Regions from separate parts of the Zea mays genome. Here region 2 is linked to region 1. Evidence: chromatin contacts called from public Hi-C data. All regions are on one chromosome and are shown on one strand. Each heading gives the region's core, a stretch centred on a gene start, on an enhancer-like site or on the middle of the called end of the contact. The rest is flanking DNA. Distances are from core to core; before and after follow the strand shown. Region 1 holds the start of LOC109942396 (autophagy-related protein 2). Region 2 holds the start of LOC100280120 (Aspartyl protease APCB1).

Evidence for each region. A called contact is a pair of places that touch in the nucleus more often than the background predicts.
Region 2: a Hi-C map of leaf shows a contact between it and region 1, with 5 times the contacts expected there. The contact joins the promoter of LOC100280120 here to the promoter of LOC109942396 in region 1. A contact is called at or near these places in 20 of 25 Hi-C or Micro-C datasets (bundle sheath, ear, endosperm and 6 more) and 2 of 3 datasets of contacts at active chromatin or transcription factors (leaf and seedling).

What each region holds. Positions count from the first base shown.
Region 1 is chr9:35,493,570-35,497,159 of Zm-B73-REFERENCE-NAM-5.0, reverse strand. LOC109942396 (autophagy-related protein 2) reads right to left here and starts at 1,884. Exons shown (of 14, transcript XM_020544352.2): 1 at 1,482-1,884; 2 at 1-649. The coding sequence starts at 1,667.
Region 2 is chr9:35,689,134-35,692,629 of Zm-B73-REFERENCE-NAM-5.0, reverse strand. It overlaps LOC100280120 (Aspartyl protease APCB1), which reads right to left and starts at 2,025. Exons shown (of 9, transcript NM_001153056.2): 1 at 1,396-2,025; 2 at 1,019-1,139; 3 at 646-857; 4 at 307-549. The coding sequence starts at 1,868.

The DNA.
Region 1 (3,590 bases), core at 635-3,134:
TCTCAAAGTTCAAGCACCCCTTGTTCCATGGGATGCTTAAATTGAGTTTCCCTGAGAATCCACCAATGGGACCGGTTAAGACTGCAGTAGTACTATGACTTGCTGAAATGCCAGCTATTCCTCTAATTGGATCATTTTGAAGCAGTGTGTCGACATCATCCATCTTCAAAAATTCAATGACCGCCTCACGGAAAGTTAAAAAGTTGTCCAGTTTAAATAGACCAAGTTGGGTTCCAAATTCCACCTCTTTAATTCGGAAAACTAGAGATCGACTAGTTTCTGGGAGTCTACTATTCAAATTGATTTGAGGATCAAATACAACATAGACATTCTTTAACTTAATATTAAAGCTTGTCAGAAACCATTTGATGGCATTGGCAATTCTTTTTACACCTTCATCCACATCTCGGGATACAGAAGTGGAGCACTGATTACTATCAGATTCACTTCTTTCGGTGTTTACTAATGTTTGTGTGTCACTAGTACTACCAGAGACAGAGCATTCAGTATGCACATTATCAACTTCACTTGCAACAGATGGGACAAGCACAAGCTCCAATTCTTCAACAACAATCTCGCAGCTAGTAGTGAATCTAACTAGCAGGGATTTTATTGATCCTTCTTTCAGCATAATAGGGGATCCTGATAACTGAAATAATACAGAAAATTAACTGATGAAAGACATGAAACAAATAATTTCACTTCTGCAGGTTCCACATTTTTTTGGGGGGGGGGGGGGGGGGGGGGGGGGGATTCAAATAAGAGATGATTGTGGTATGCTAAGTACCAGAAATAGTAAATAAAGAGTATTGAAGCTACCAAGAACAGCAATTAAAATTATAGACTAACTGACCACATAATACTTTCTGCTAGATTGAATTTTAACACTAGCCACACTTAGCATTTCGGTGTGTGCACGCTTTACATTGTAATGAATTTTAATTTAGGATGCTTCGTAGGAATGAACTGCAACAAAGGTGCATAGCCTCTTCTCCTGCACCCAAGATCAGATTCTGCAGCTATCCCATAAACTTTAAGGTACAAACTAAACTAATCAAAAAATACTGAAGTATACAATAGAACAACAAATTGACATTAACCAAAATTGACACAGGCATCAATCAAAAAAGTTCTAAAGCTCCACTTGTTTTCGCCACCAGTCTTCAGCTCCAGCACAAAAATAGTCAAAACCCCTGCCTCAATACCAAAACTAGAATTCGCGCCACAAAACGGTGGAAATAACGATCAGAATTTAAAATGAAACAACTAAACCCACCCGGCAATCAAACAAAATATTCCTAACTCCCCCACGCCACAATTTGATCATCAACAAAACAAGCGAGCGGCAGTAGGCGATGAGATCGTCACAAACCTAACCTCCCTCTTCGCCGCCTAATCGGCTTAATGGGAAGCGGACTGCGACGGCTCCAATACACATGGGAGAACAATACACAAGCAGGAGGGTGCGGAAGAAAACGCGCCTTATGGTTGATGAACTCAGCGTTTAGGGCGAGGTCGTTGAGCTGCACCGTGCCGCGGCCAAGCTGGATGTCGAACTGATCGAGGTCGAGGTCGCCGAGGATCAGATCCCCAAGCCGCTTCTTGAGCAGCGACTTGCAGACGCGCTTAAGCAGCGTGTCGAGACGTAATCCGTCCAAGAACCCCATCGCTTCACCTTCCGCGGCGGCGGCGGCGGCGGTCGGAGAGATGGAGGCTCCTCGGTGACGGAAGCGATAGTTGCTTGGTTCGATTGATAACAAGTCGGCTTTTTCGTATTAGACCCTACGTGGAGGGGCAGAAGAGAGAGAGTTATCGCCTACACTTGTAACTCCCACCCTGGGAAACAGCATATTTTTGCGGAGAAGGAAGTCTGTACCACTGTCCGATGGGACCAGCCTTCCAATGGGGTTAGAACTGGACCCGTTGGATGATGGCGGGTGACGGCACGGCGCAGCGCATCTCTCTTCCCGTCCCGCCAAGTTCGCACAATCGTAACGGTGCAGATCCTCCCCGTCGCGGCCGATGTCCCGCAGGGCAGCGTTCTGCGTTCCTCCCCGTCAGCCCATCCCGGGGCCCGGGCTGGCTGTATCGCGCAAGCAGGCGGCGCGGTATATAGGTAAATAATAAATATTTAGTACAGTATATTACTATCCATGTCTATCGTCCCAGTCCCACGAGATGTTCAGATGTAAGGCTATGAGCAGTGAGGAACTTTAACAATCCACACCCTGAAGTAACCAACATGCTCCCCCGTCTCTATCTAAATATCGCCATTAAATTAAAAAAATAGACAGTTAACTAATATTGTAAAAATTATTGATAATATTTATATCTTTAAATAGAATTATTAAAGCATCTCTAAGAGATTATCTAAATTTCACTCTCTAAATTATCATTTTACGAGTCATTTACAGAAAATCATTTTTATATATATTTTCAATCTCCAACAGCTTTTCCATATTTTATTTGCACGCTAGAGAGCCATTCGCGTTTTTTATCTTTGGCTAGCGAAAACCCCATAATAGAAAATAGTTATAATTTAAATAACCATTTACAAAAGTTATTGGATGAAAACTTGTTACAAAAATCTCTATTTATATTAATTGAGAAGAATATAGAGAGTCTCTTTGAGTTGCTCTTATGAAAAAGGTTGAATGACCTATCTAATCATATGTATCATAAATATTAATATTTTATTTTTATATATTAAGTTAAACTAAAAATGTTTTACTTCACACATAATTAGAATGATAGATAAAAAGAGAGTAAAAATATTTTTGGTAAATTTTCTTGGATATAGTTTACATGAGGTGAACTTAAGTATATATATACTAGTCAACTTTGGATTAATTTCGTCTTTGGATAAACAAAGAATCAACTTAACATTGAAGCAGCACGATATATTAGTGCAACTTAAAACATCAATCAAATGTATATTAATCGTTAGTACTTATTTAAAGTTGCCTAGAGAGTGTGAATAGACAAAACCTGAAATTTTAACTTAAACAACAAACTTTGGTCCGAAGATTACTAGTTGAGAGGTTAGAACAAGATAATACAGCCAATGTCAATTTCCAAGGTAATAACTTGCTTATATTGGTAGTAAAACATAGGTGAGGAATAGAGCCTAGCAACCAAATATAGAAGAGACAAAGCTTAAAGACAAACAAAGTAAGTATTAGTTAGATGGAAAAAGGCAAATACAAGTAGGGAAGGAGAATGCACAAGAGACACAAGATTTGTTTATCAATGTTCAATTCCACAAAAAAACTACAACTCCATCGAGGGGTTCACAAAGAACCTGGGCTCTTTTAACCCTTTCCTCACTCAAGAGATCACCAACATCAAGCTTGAGTCTCTTTCTTTTTGCAATTGCGAGAGCAAACTATCACAAAGGCTCTCCACATGAAGTAGGACACTCTTAATCGCTTTACAAACTTGAGCAGCAACTCCACACACTTTGATCACAAGAATTCTCCTCACTTTGCATTAAACTCAACACAAGTGCTCTAGCAACTCTTTGTTATTCTAGCTCTCAAATGGATGTATATTCTAACCACACAACTCAATTCAAAGCATTTGAGAGACTT
Region 2 (3,496 bases), core at 776-3,275, 200 kb before region 1:
CATATCTGTGATTTGAGTAGAGACAGCATGCAGCTCAGGGAATAAAAAATGACCAAACTTGTAGCATCATTGTGATACTATGGAGACAGTAGAAAAGCAGGTGGATAGTTTTCCCCCTTGTATGGATTGGGTCTGGAGTCTGGACTCTGGAGAGTGACAAGAAAGGGTAGGATTGCTGAGGATACGTTGCAAGCAAAGCATATCGCATTTGCTCAAAACGGTGCATGACATCCGAGGAAAAGAACGACAGCCACACGAACTGAAATGGTTTTTCCATAGGACGACAGGGGGGTGGGGGCAACTTACTCTGCTGGACCATCGCGGATAGGGACCCAAGTCATTCCCCACCTGGGAATGTAATCGTCGCCAAGAAACAAGTAACCACCAGCACCGCTGGGATCTGTCGACATGCAGTGGCCGAACGCATTGGAAATGATACCTCTGCTGGCTAGCTGTGTAGGAAGGCTCAGTGCCTTGTTGGTCAGGCCGAGAACTCCGTCGGTGGTTTCTAGTGCGTTCAAAAGAACTCCCTGCTGGTCGTACCCGCACCTGTATGTGGAAGACAAACGGCAGTTAATTTCTTAAACGAAGTGGTAATCAACAGCAATCGCTATTGTACATGCATATTGGAAGGTTGGCCCATACCCAAACACAATGTCTGCATTCTCCCTTTCACCATCTTCGCCGACGAATTGCATACTGTCCCTTACATAAACGCCCATGGAGGAGCTTCCGTCGGCATAGCTGATCTCATAGTCGCACTGGTTTGGGTTCTCATGCTGGGCTCCTTCACAAAGTGGGTCGCTGGCAGGAAGTGCATCCGCCGTCCTTGCGGGCCTATATAAAGGGTGAGCTCCCTGAAACAACATCGGACAATGTTTTCATTACAGGATTAAAGAATTTTGGAATGGGGACTTCGTGTTTTTCCACCGATTATTAAGCTCGTCATGCCACAAACAACATCGTAGTAAAGCAGAGCATCGTCGTCGAGCATGTGGCTGAAGCTTTATGCGCATACCTTTGCACAGCTCGCGCATGGCGGCGCGTCGCACTGGACCCATGTTGTGTGGCTCCCAGTGTCGACGTCAAGAAAATAAGGCCTTGGAGGACTGCCCAAAGAGATAGCGGTGTAGTATAGCCTGCACGTACGGGGTAAACATTTAAAAGGAATGGGAAACAATGCGATGCTAATAAATAACAAAGGAGGACGCAGTCCTTCTCCGGCAAAAAGGCAGTTAAATTAAACAACAAGGAAAGAACAAATTCGTAGAAACCCGGTCAGTTTTGTTCGAGAGGATGTAAAAACTAAAAACAACATCGAAAGGAACGGAGGACGCAACTACGGAGTACGGAACCGAATCCTTGCAGCAGCGCCCTGCACTGCACTGCACGTACCCTTCCGGGAAGAGGTTGCCGGCGAGCGAGTGCGGGAATAACGTGGAATTCTGCGGCCAGTCGTCGCCGCCGCGGCGTGGTGGCTTCGGGTAGAGCGGCAGCAGGAAGGACGTGCGGCCGCCCGGGTGCTCGTCGTCGCCGCCGTCCTCCTGCCGCCGCGCCTCCAAGAGGCGCCAGGCCGCGCCGGCGTCGTCGTCCCCACCCGCGTACAGGCAGGCGTAGGCCGCCGCCGCCAGCGCCAGCGCCGCGAGCGCCAGCACCGCTGCTCGCCACAGCGAGGACGTGGCCCCCGCCGGCGTCCGCTCCTCCTCGTCCCCGCTCTCCTCGTCTGGGCCGTCGGCGTCACGAGGAGGAGCGGAGGCGGAGGCGGGCAGCGCGTGCGCGTGCGCGTCGTCGGGGACCACGATCATGACGTGGCCGTTGGCGTTGGGGATGATCCGTTGGTGCTGCTTCTTCCCCTCGTCGTCCTCCATGTCGCGGCCGCGTGATCGGGAGCGGTAGAAGAGGAGAAGGCGGAGGAGAGGAGCTCGCTGGCCGGGCTGTCGATCGCGGCGCGGTGGAGACCGGAGAGAAGCAGGCCGCGCAACGCAATGCCACGCGAGCTGCGTGCCTGAGAGGGAAGGATGGAGGGAGGTCGGCGACTGGTTTGTTTCGCGGCCTGGGTTTGGTATATCACTGGTCCGCCTCCGAATCCGAGGACCGAGTCCCGAGTCCCGACGACCCCGCTGAGGCCTGCCTGCGGGTCGCGGATGGCGCTGGCTATAGGTATAGCGCGCCCGGTTTGACTTGAGCCGCCGCGAGGTGGGGGCGGGGCGGGGCGGGGCCGCTAGTGGTCCCTCTGGGGGGCATGACGGGGATTTCCGCGTGCGATTCAGTTGCCCAGGAAAAAAAAAGAGGTCGGTCCCGTTGCTCTTTCTCTCTCGCTCGTCGCGCGTGTTGCGGCCGTATGCGTCGCATCGTATGGATGCGCAGCACGAGCACGGCGCTTCCCTGCCTGTCACTGTCGTGGCCACTTGTAAGCTGTAAACCAGCGTGATGTTTGCTGTTGGTGGTGTGGCAATCCATCTAGTTAGTGGTGGACTAGCTACGTATGTTTCTAGAATTAATTAATGCGCTGGGGTGTTTTCACGGCGTGACAATTATGGAAATATACTAGTATGTACAAACTTCTCAGTAAATACGGCCGAATAGTATACGTATACCTTTGAAGTTTGAAACAATATTCTATAGGCGTATTCTTCTAGAACGGTGGCACAGGCTCTCTGGATAATTGGCATTGGGTCAGTGATATTCGTGGTGCTCTTTCCTTGAGTGGGTTGCAGCAATACCTGTTGTTGTGGGATACTTTGGGGAACGTTAGGCTCTCTCATGATGCTGACAGACATGTTTGGATGCACTCTTCTTCTGGGATGTTCTCCTCAAAGTCCTGCTATAAGGCTTTTTTCATGGGTTCAATTTCGTTTGAGCCATGGAAACGTTTGTGGAAATCCTGGGCTCCCCCAAAATGCAAGTTCTTCCTCTGGCTGACGATAAGGAATAAGTGTTGGACTGCTGATAGACTAAGGAGGAGAGGGCTGCAACATCCGGTTGTTTGTGTTCTTTGTGACCAAGAGCAGGAAACAGTGCAACATCTTTTGTGTACTTGCAGTTTTGCCAGGCAATTTTGGCATGCTATTCTTGTTCCCTTGTGTCTTGGGGATCTCATTCCTGCTGTTGATGAAATCTCATTTGCTGATTGGTGGAGGAAGGCGCTTAAGAAGGTGCCCAAATTCAGAAAGAAAGGCTTCAACAGTCTCATTATTTTGGGGTCTTGGTGCATATGGCTGACTAGAAACAAAGCTGTTTTTGATAGTGTAAACCCTTCCATGTGTTTTGTTAAAAGCTTATTTCTGAATGAGTTAAGTTGTTGGGAGAGGGCTGGGGCTAAGCAGCTAGCAAGTTTTGGTCTTCCTGCTATTATGAGCAGGGTTTAGAGTGTGGTCAAGTGTTCTGTTTGCCCTACGGGCATTGTAGTTTGGTCCTCTTGGACCTTTTCCTTTCTTAATATAATGACGTGCAGTCCTCCTGCGCGTTCGAGAAAAAAAAAACCTTTAACCAAGGA